2 separate regions of the Mus musculus genome follow, and region 2 is linked to region 1. A link is a contact called in public promoter capture Hi-C data. All regions are on one chromosome and are shown on one strand. The core of a region is the stretch at or near the end of the contact, and the rest is flanking DNA. Distances in the headings are between cores, read along the strand shown.

Evidence for each region. Promoter capture Hi-C pulls out the DNA fragments that hold promoters and counts their contacts.
Region 2: a contact with region 1 is called in a promoter capture Hi-C map of pre-B cells, with 5 times the contacts expected there. The contact joins the promoter of Slc41a3 here to the promoter of Eefsec in region 1. A contact is called at or near these places in 4 of 39 promoter capture datasets (hippocampal neurons, liver and pre-B cells).

What each region holds. Positions count from the first base shown.
Region 1 is chr6:88,442,527-88,448,045 of GRCm38.p6, forward strand. It overlaps Eefsec (eukaryotic elongation factor, selenocysteine-tRNA-specific), which reads right to left and starts at 4,013. Exons shown (of 7, transcript NM_023060.3): 1 at 3,680-4,013. The coding sequence starts at 3,953.
Region 2 is chr6:90,601,543-90,606,941 of GRCm38.p6, forward strand. Slc41a3 (solute carrier family 41, member 3) reads left to right here and starts at 3,338. Exons shown (of 11, transcript NM_027868.2): 1 at 3,338-3,466.

The DNA of each region.
Region 1 (5,519 bases), core at 2,763-5,262:
AAGAGAAATCCCTACCACCACTCTCTAGGTCCAAACTCCGTTTAGATCTTCACTGTCCTGAACATACACCTGTGACATCCCATGAAGACATCCTGCTGGGCCTCATGCTACTAGCAGTTAACTCAGACCTGACAAAGCAGCCTCACCAGGTGGTTCCTTGATCTAGGGAAGCTCTTCTTTTAAATGTGCCCACATCCTGGGCCTCAACAAAGGTTGAGGAGTGTTTTTTTTTTTTTTTTTTAAACAGAGCCTCACTGTGATACCCAGGCTGGGCGCAAATTCCCAGGCTCAGGCAATCCTCTGTCTCCAGCCCACTGAGGAGTGGCTAGACAGGTGCATCCATGCCCAGCTTACATGAGGTACTCCAGCTTGAGACCCCTCGGACTATGACAGTGTGCCTTTACCAGTGTTCTCTTGTCATCTCCTGGATGAGGAAAGAGCAGCCAGCTAGGCCATTAGAAGAACATAGCTCTTCCTTCCTTAGAACCTACTAAGAACCTGCCAGATGCCTGCTGTCAGCACAGGCACCAAAGAACACTGGTGAGTCAAATCCTATTCTGCTCTCATACCGTCCCAGTCCTAGCAAGGGACAACTGACACAACACCCAAGGAGCATGAGGAAATAGGATGTCACATCTGAACTGTGACAGCAGCTTCTGTGACCAAGAAGCAACAGCAGGAGCAAAGTAACTGTTGACATATTTAAAGAGTGGAAAAGTCGACAGCATGACTGAAGGTCAGAAACATGGGAAAGTAGTTGCTGAGGAGGCTCCAGGGAAGGAGAGCCTGGGTACTGAGCCTGGAACAAAGAGGCTGGATTAATCCAAATACAAGAATGTACAGGGGAGTCAAGAGCAATAGTGCATGCCTTTAATCCCAGCACCTGGGAGGCAGACAGGAGGATCTCTATGAGTTCTAGGCTTGCCTGGTCTACTTGGTGAGACCCAGAACAGTTAGAGGTAGAGACCGTGCCTCAAAAACCAAATCAAACAAAAACATACTGAGAATCTAGAAGCAAGGGCTAACATGATCTGATGAGCCCCTGAAAATGACCCCACCCACTGTTCAGGCAGCAGAGGGTGAATGGCAGGATTCCAAAGGCACTGTCAAGATTTGGCCTGTAGCCAGTTCAGGAAGGCCTCATCCGAAAACCAGAGTGATGCTTCTCCACAGGACACTGCCCAGTCACAAGGTCCTGGGCACAGGCCTGGGCCAGAGCAGGCACTCAAGCAGCTGCATGCTTCCCTTCAAAAGGAAAAGCTCCATCTTCCCTCTTCCTTAAGAAAGAAGGTAGGGATCCGATCTCCTTAAGGAAGGATGGTCTTATCACTCCAGTGAGGTCTGGCCACATTGTAAGACCAGGAAGGAAAGTTTTCTCAAGCTATGAAGCAAGAAGAGCAACAACGGGATACGAGAGCACAGATCCCCTAGTACAGGTGTATAGTCTCAATCAAAACACCACTGCTTGGGCTTAAGCCATTTGATCATATACACCTGGCTAAAGCTTTTGCCTCATAAAGGTTCTGTGTAAATGTACATATTAGAAGCAGTGGGCAGAAATTCAGGAAACTGGGGCACATTGAAAGGTCTCAGCTTGGGAGGCAGGCAGGCCTTGACAATCCAGCTGACTAGCTGCCTTCCTTAGTGGCTACACAATAAACACGCTTCCAGCAAAGTTTGTCCAAGAAGTGAAATGTTTGAGAAGAGCCATGCCAGAAAGTAACTGCACAGTCACCATTATTCACTAGTGACGTAAGATTGAGAGCAAGGTTCAAAGGGCACGGAGCTAGTAAGGAAAAAAGCTGCGAACCCAATTCTGTACATCTCTAAAACAATGTCTGTCCTTCTGCCCTGGCCTAGATTTTAGATTCTCCTCTTACAGTTGAGCTACATCCAACACTGTTATTATAGGTTCAAAATATAGTAAGCTAAGAAATGCACTGAATACACAGAAGCTCTGGGCCTGCCAGCTCAGCAACCAGAGTTGGGTACACAGAGATTTGCACTCTCGACCTCAGGGCCGACTAGGAGCTGCAGATTGCTGCACTGCTCAGTGTCATGAGAACCAACCATGTGACGAACCAGGAAAGGTCAAAACTCCACTGAACTTGTAACACTTACACACCATCATAAAGATGAAAATTATAGTTATTACAAGTCAGATTCTATATTTTCCAGAAAAAAACTTCATCTTTCTTTCTTTCTTTCTTTTTCTTTGCAATACTGGGGGGGGGGGGGGGAGGCGGGTGGAATCTAGTGCATCCTGCACACTAAGCAGGTACTCCACCACTGAGGGACATGCCAACCCCACTTTCTAGTTTCTACCCTGTAGTGTTCCATCTCCAATTTACACTAGCTTAGAGTACATTTCCTAAAATGTATTTGAACACAACCAGTCAGAATTTAGTGGGAGTTTTCAGTTTAGTTTACTGTGTGGCCCTTGATAGTCTTTAATGAGTGAATCCTGAACTCAATAGATACTGTGCAGGAGAGTAACTCTGGCAGGTAAGCCTCCATTTCCACTTCAGTGAAACAAGGAAACAGTCTTAGGCTGCCTGCAGCACAGAGAAAGGGAGGCCACACAGCTGGAATGACCCACCTGCCCCATATACATGCTTCCAGGCTTACAGCACACTGCTGGAAAGAAACCCAGGGCAAGCGGAGAAGCAGGAAATGGGTCACTGGAGCTACAGCAGGTAGACTCAGCCACACCTCCTTTTGTGCTGGGTGCTTACAAACAGGTTATGGGGTTCTGTTCTTAGATTTAAGTGTAGTTAAATGGGTTTGCAAAAGGAATTTAAAAAGACATAGCAACAGTTTCCTGTAGACGAATGGGAGGGGTCACGCTGAGCAAGGAAGGGAGGTTACAAGACCTTTTATTTATAATGGCCTATTCCTAAGTGGCCTGTAATTAAAGACTAATTAAGTGGTACAGATCCTAGAAGCAGATTTTAGCAGTGCCCATCATGACTGAAAACACGCAGGCCCTTTGCCTTAGCTAGTTCACACATAACTTATCCTGTTACACTAGTGCACATCCCAAAACCTTCTGGGCTAGAGTTATTCACTGCATTATGAATAGCAGCCAACTCTGGGAAAGTCACGAGGGTCAGTCAAGAAAATGTTGGTATAAAAGTACAAAGGAACTTTATGTGTAGATATAGTCTCCAGACAGTGATGGTTTGTGTATAAAGGGGACTGGGGGATGAGATCCTGAGAGAGCCTAGAGCACTTGCCTCTTATCAAGGCACTAGGCTCTACCCACTACCCCAACCGACCACAAGTAGTACAACAGAAGGAAAAAAACAGGATCTTTCATTTCTGCACCTTGTCTGCGTTTCTGTGTATGTTTCCTGAAACCATCCATACACACAGGAAACTGAGAGCAGTGTTTGGGACAGAGAACCAGGAGACCAAAGGACAGGTACGTGGTGACTTTTTTTTTTTTTTTTTTTGAAACTTGTATACACCCTTTTTGCAGGGTTTGTTTCTTTGGATCATTTTTCTAGGAAAGCATCTCGGTGCACGGCAGTGAAGGTGAGAACTGTGTCCGCGTCTGCGGGCTGTGAGTTCGAGACCACAAGCCTTCCGGGCTGGTGGCCAGGCCTAGGCTGTCAGGCCGCCATCCATCCCGCGAGCTCGGACCCCGAGCCCGGCTCCCGCCCCGGCCCGCGCTCACCGCCAATGATGGTCCGGATGAGGGAGGCGTGCCCGGGGCAGTCGACCAGTGTGACCTGCAGCAGCGTGTCGCTAGAACCGGGTTCTGCCCCCGGCAGCGGCACGACAAAACAGGAGAAGCCCAGGTCGAGCGTTATGCCGCGCTCGCGGCTCTGCGGCTGCTTGTCGAAGGCAGCAGTGGAGGCCGTGGTGCTCAGCGCGCGCGCCAGCGCTGTTTTGCCACTGTCGATGTGACCCAGCACGCCCACATTCACATTTACCCGCCGGCCGGCCATCCCGCCGCTGCCTCTCACGCCGTCGCCTGAGCGCCAGCCCCGCGGTCCGCCTGCTAAGCCGCACCCCCCCGCAACCCGCGCTGAGCGCACCGGTTCCGGCACGGAAGCTTCCGCCCTCGGGCGCCCACAGCCCTATGGCAGAGCGCACACAGGGCGGGACAAGAGCCGGCCTGCTACCTGGGTTTGCTGTCATCCGGCTCCCCACGCCACAAAGTCTCGCCAGTCTGAGATTAGGGATTCCTCCTTCCATCCATTCATCCATCCATGCATCCATCCATCCATCTCACCATCTATCCATCCATTCTTCCTTCCCTCCCTCCTTTCATCATTCCACTCACCCAGTCCATCCACACATCCCTTCCTCTATCCCTCCATACACACTCATCCATCCGTCCATTCATTTCTGTCAGCCTTTATTTTTTTGTTTGTTTGTTTGTTTGTTTTTTGTTTTTTTCAAGACAGGGTTTCTCTGTATAGTCTTGGCTGTCCTGGAACTCACTTTGTAGACCAGGCTGGCCTTGAACTCAGAAATCCGCCTGTCTCTGCCTCCCAAGTGCGCCACCACCGCCCGGCTGTCAGCCTTTATTAAGTGCAGACTGTATACACTTTACTGGGATGTGGTGATCGACATTATTTGCTGTGAAAACAGGAGTAAGTAAAACCCAAGACCAGTTGCCAAGCCAGACTATCTGGAAAGGACAGAGATGGGAAGGCGGGGAGCCTAGTGAGGAAGATACCCTCAAGGACTGTCACTAGACGTCCAGTGCAGACTGAGAATTGACCATCAGAAACCTGGAAGCACTGTGAAAAGAGGAAGAGGTCCTCGTTGATTCAGGGGAGGGGAGGTGGGGGTGGGGACGGGACAAAAACCTCACTTTGAAGTCTAGGCTGCCATGAGGAGCTGCAACTTAACTGTTGTGTATGAACTTGAATGTGTCGTGAGTGCTATACCAACCAGCCTCTGTAACCCCCTTCAGGCATTGAAAGGTGCCTAGAACCATGAAAGAGGTCACAAGCCTAAGTGGTTGCTCTGGCAAAGGATAAAAGCCTAGGAAAAGAAGGGACTTGGGGCCTCACAGGGGAGGAATGGCACTGGAGAGCTGAATGGCACTGCTCTCATGTAAAGGGGGTGGGGCTTGCTGGCCCAACATTCCCAGCCTTCCTTTTTCTAGGGCAGGAGGGGTTGCGGTTTGCAAGTGAATTGGTTTACACGGGCTTGTGTGCTAAATGCTTGGGCCCCAGCTGGTGGTCTGTCTTATGAGATGAAGCTTAGCAGAAGGCAGTAGTCGCTTCCTGTCCACCATGAAATGAGTAGTTCAGTCAGGCTGCTCCGTTCTGCTGTCACCAGGACAATATACTGCTGTGCTGCCACAGGCTAGGGGGATCAAGCCCAAGAGACCATGCACTGAAATCTCTAAAACCATGAAGTCAAACTAAAGTCTCTTTCTCTCTTTGTCTGTGTAGCTGTTTCATCACAATGATGCAGCCTAACATAAAGCCTGACTTCAGAGTGCTGACAAATATTTTAGCCTTTGTTGATAAAAAATTCCCTCCTGAGGGGAGTAG
Region 2 (5,399 bases), core at 2,088-4,587, 2.2 Mb after region 1:
GGGCTCTGGGTTCTAGCCTCTTCACCTGTGTTTGCACATACACGTTAGTAATCTGCAGTTGTTATTCTACGCATTGTATGTATCTTGCATGTGCTCCATGTAACATTTAAAATATGCCACAAGGTTTGGCCTCCGTTCTGACATTTCTTCATTTCACATCTGCTGCGCCCCCCTCCCCACCACCACCAATGAGATCATTCAGGCCCTTTGCAAGGTCCCAAGGAGAAAGATTTGGGTCCTGTGAGGAGACCCTGTGCTCTGGCTCTCCCAGCTGCCCTGGGATAACCCCCGCCCCTTGCCAGCTCCTCCTCGTGTGCAGTCAGCTAAACCTATCTTTAGCATCAGGTCAGTTTCCTCAAGGCATCAGGTCAGTCCTGAGAGGAGGGGGTTTTAAGCTCCCTGGGTGCTGTCCCTGAGGACTGCAGCAAATCAGGTCTGCAGACGGCAGCAGAACTTACATGCAAGCTGTCCCCACTGTGGCCCCACAGGCCGATCAGCTGCTCCTGGCTCCCACCGTCCTCCTCCAGACAGAACAGCAACAGTGCTGAGGCCACCGCAGAGTCCACACTGACAAGTGCTGTAAGTCGTTGTCTCTGAAAGTCAGTCCAGTGTCAGCTCAGGACCTGTAGGGAGAGAGAGGCTTGCTAATGCATCAGAAGCATGCCCAGCCTTCTGACTCTGGCACTGCCCGACTCTTTCTGGTGGGCAAGATTCCGTTTCTTACCTGAAAACAGCAACCACGATGCCCGTCTGCCCAGTCCAGCTTCTCATGTTGATTCTTGCCGCCATGGTGTCAGTGGGTGCCATAAAGTCTAAGCGCTAGTACCATTGCTGCGTTAAAATTTTGCTCACACTTATGGTTTTGCAAATTACTAGTGGGTTCCCAATGACAGCCTTGTCTTCCTGGTAGCTCTTGGCTACATGTACAGCTGCCAGGAAGGTCTAGGGGTGTGGTAGGGTGTGATAAACTGCTTCAGAGTTGGGCTAGTCCAATGCCAGTCAAGGCCTCTCATGGGACTGGTCTCAGCTATCTGTGGAGATCCCTGGGAGGCCAATTAACCTGACAGGACAGGAGTGAAAATGGACTTCCCTATGTGTATAAGGAAAGCTAGAAATGCCATTGTGCCCTAGATGGACAGCCTGGGGGATGTCCTTAGCTAGCTCTTGGATACCTGGAGGTGAGGGACCATCGTGGGTGAACTTGAAGCATCTTCAGAAAGAACATTTTTGCTTTGGGGAATTTTACTTCTGTTTTGTATGTGAACTTGATATTTTAAATTTAATATTTGAAAGATGACAGCTATGGTGTTACAGAGCTGTAATCCCTACACACGAGTCAAAGACAGGTTTTGTGAGTTTGTGTGTCTGTGTGACTGTCTTTGTGTGTCTGTGTATGGGACACGAAGCATCCTGTGCAAGCGCTCTGTCACTAAGCCACATCTCAGTCCTGAGCCATCACATAACAGGACCTGGACAATCAAGAGTAGCCACCTCACTCATCAGTTTGTCCATCCAACTATCCTTCCATCCATTCCTTCACCAACTCACTCACTTAGGACAAATTCACAGAAAGCCATAGCTTTAGGCACAGGCCATATTTTAAATCCCTGCTCTGCCAACGCAGCATATGTGGCCTTGGGCAAGTGGGCACCTCTAGCCTTCCACTCCATTGGCTCCCTCACCCATGAAAGGGCACCAGCTCTGCACAGCCCAGGCTGCATGCCAGTGAGTGGCAGGCCGAGGACCGAGTCCTAAAGACTGTACTTTCTCCCTTCATTGCCTCTGCTTGTTTATTTGCTGATGTCCCCAAGCCCTGCAGAGTCCCTGCTGACACCCTGCTCTGCTCCTGCCCGCCTCTGGCTACCTCTGTCCTCAGGGAGTACCCGCTTCATGTGAGGTCTAGTGGGTGGTGACCTTGTCCTGCTCTCTGCTCTTTCTAGTCGGCTATCTCTGAGTTTCCCAGAACTCACGTGTTGCCATGTTGGTAGTGAACCTCCTGTTGTCTTTTCTGCCTCTCCTTTTCACTGTCACAGGGCTTTCTGGGTCAGCCTTTAATCAAAGGGTTTGTGATGGAGGGATCAGGGGCTGAGGTCCAGGGTTCTCTTCAAGACTGTGACACCAGTTATTGCTTTTCCCTGTTCTAGTCAGACCTAAGATTCTGCTACCCCCCACCTGCCCACAGTGCCTCAGTCTGGGAATCAAACTCGTTAAACCTTTATGAAACCTTCAAAAGTATGGGCTAAAATAAACCCTTTTCTTTGTATAAGTTGATTTTGTTACAATAAATGAAAGCATATCAACATGGAGTTCAAGGTTCATGGATGGCTATTCCTGGTGACGCCTCCCTCCTACTGTCTTTCTATGTCTCACCTGCATGCACACAGGGAGAATGAGCTGGCAGGGTCTCTTCCTGAGAGGACTCCAGTCGCATTGTGACTGCACCCTGTGACTTCACTTGTTCATTGCTACCTCTTACATAAGCTGGATTGACAAATGCAATCACTTTGGGAGCTTGGAATTCAGCACTATATTTTGACAATGTAAGCCATCCAGTCTGTAAATTCTCCTAACATGTGGAACACTGTCATCTGTTTTTGTTTTGTTTTTCATTTGCTGGGGACAGAATCCAGGAACTGGGCTTGCATCTCCCCGGGCCTTGCCCTGTCATACTTTTTTTGTGTTGTATTCTTCAAAACTACTGTCTTACAGGTCTTGCACATCCGGTTTCTGCAGGTGCAGTTGGCAGCTTAGAATCCAGCCAGGGCTCAGGATTCTTGAATCAGCCAAGAGCCATAAGTGGGGGCACGGGATAGATTGTAGGAGCTGGTGTCCACTGAGGCTCACCACTGCTGGCTGAGTCTTCCAAGGCTGTATCTTGATAAGAGTGAGAGGATCACACATGTTGAAGGACAGAAGAACTTTCATGACACATACACAAGTGTTCAAAGGTGAAATATTCAGAAATGTCAGATTGAAAACTGAACAGGCAAATGTGTATCCTAAGGGAAGCTGGCCCTTGCAGTGTGCTACTGGAGGCTACTCCGTCGCCCAGCCCCGCCCCCGCCCGTGGCCCCGCCCGTGACCCCGCCCTACTCATGGTCCTGTTCCGGGGTCTAGCTTCTTCTTTCTTGGCCCCACCCCAAGCGGCACCGCCTCTGAGGCGTGTCATTGGGTCCTTCGGCACCCAGGGAGCATCCCTGCACACCCCACTGCTCGATCAGAGAGCTGTCCTGACTAAAAGGCTTTAAAAATTGGGTTTTTCAAGCGCCACCTCTGTGGATTGGCCCCGCCCACAACACTCGCCCAGCAACCCTCCCCTCCTGTGGCCCCGCCCCTCTGTCTGGACGCCTAGGCAGGGCGGGGCTGGCCCGCCTGCTGCCCTTCTCGCTTCCTCCCGCCGCAGGCCTCCACAGTGTCCAGCGCGCGCCTGGCCGCCTCGCTTTCGCCGCCGGCCGGGAGAGGACCGGTAAGCGCGGGCAGGAGCTGGACTGGGAGCCGGGGAAGCCAAGGGAAAGCGGAGCGTCAATGGCCCTCGGGATGGGGCGTGGGGCACAGGATCTGTCTTAGGCACACTGGGCGGGTCAGTTTGTGGCATCCTCGCTCCAAAGGTCTGCAGGGACCCGCCCCGCTGATCTCTCTCCCTCTGCCTGTGATGAACCCCAGAGCGCCTGACTCTAGGGGTTATGGTTAACTCCTTCAGCACCCCGAGATCATCCTTGACCACCCTAAGGCAGGCTCAGCGAGCTGTCCCTGCGCTCCAGGTTGTCAAGCTAGAGGTTGTTCAGACTTGAGAAGATCCCTCAGTCTACCAGATCCTTTCTATAAATCTTTTAAAACTCAGGTTTTCAAACTGCTTCTTCGCCACGGAGACCACTTAGAGACGCAGCCATTCCAACCTGACCCAGATATCTAGATGAGCTTGCTCTGCTTCCTGACGCTGGCTGGCCTCATGCTGGTACTATGGTAGCTTAAGAACCACGACTGTAAAGTAGTACAGAAGAGCCTGGAGTCAGGCCAAGTGCCCTGTAAGGAAAATATACTATAGAAGGGTATAGTGATCTCCCCTTATTGCAGGGAGTTACAAACATGTTCCCAAAGAGTGTCTGAATCCTGGAATGATATCCAGACATATAGATTGTTTTCCTAATATACATACCTATGGTAGAGCTTAACTTGTGAACTAGACACAGTAAAAGATGAACACCCCTAAGGTAGGGCAGGTGTAATCATATACTGTGATACAATTGTCACCATCACTATACTTGTGCCATTATTAAGTAGACTAAGCGTTGCTTGGCCAACAGCTCAGCCACCCTAACAACTGTTGAGAGGGTGACTAGCTGATGGGCAGCATCTGCAGCATAGATCCCTATGCCGAGGAGTGCTGCATGTTCTAGGAGGGACAGTGTAGTGTTAACTGAATCGGTCCACCATGCTGCTCAGAACTGAGCACAAAACCTACAAATTCTTTATTTCTAGAAATGTTCTCTTAATATTTTTGGTAGTAAGCAAAACCTCTGAAGGTACCCTAGGATAAAGGGTCTTACAGCGCTCCGTTCATACTCTGAGGTGGATGGTATTTTGCTCTCCCAAGGTCACACATCTGCGAAGAGGAGAAACTGGGATTCGAACCCTGAGTTTGGGTTCCCGTACATTCCCACCGGAATGTTCTATAAAGTCAAGAAGATAAAGTGCAGATGTGCTCTCCTTATTCTACATAGTGGGCAGCTAAGAGGCAACCCATCCATCCCAGAAACTCAGCCCACCCGCCTCGTGTTAGAATCTCCCTGTCTCAGTCAAGTGGGCATCAGTTTGTGTGCTGTGCCAGAGGGATGCTTAGTACCTGACTGTTGAGCAGGTGCTCACAGGCCTGTGTTTAAGGCCAATCTCTCCGGGCAGTAGGATGCTTCTGAATGGTAGTGTTTAGTGCCTGAATGAGGCACCAGTGACAGTATTCTCATTAGACACTTGAACATTCCCAGTGAATCTTCAGTCACCTTCATGGAGGTCCCTGCTGATGGGCCAGGATATCCCCGACTGGTGCCGATGTCTGCTGGATGCCGACTGCTAGGCTGAGCCACGCTAGGGACTGACTTGATCCCCATTGCACACCCTGGCCAGGGTGCATGTGCGGTGAGGATTGTGAGGCCAAATGGTCACTGCCGGTAGGCAGGTGTGCAGTCTTTTGTTTGCATGGGCCTTAGGGCCCTCTAGTGGAGAAGCAGAGCACTGCAGCAAGGTTGCTGTTAGCTGCTTCTGCTCACGCTTCATTTTCCCCAGGGGGACCTCCATGCAGTTCATGCCCAACCAAATATTTTCTTCTAGACTTTTAAGAGTTTTAAACTGATGTCTGTCTGTCTGTCTGTCTGACTGTCTGTCTGTCTGTCTGACTGCCTGTC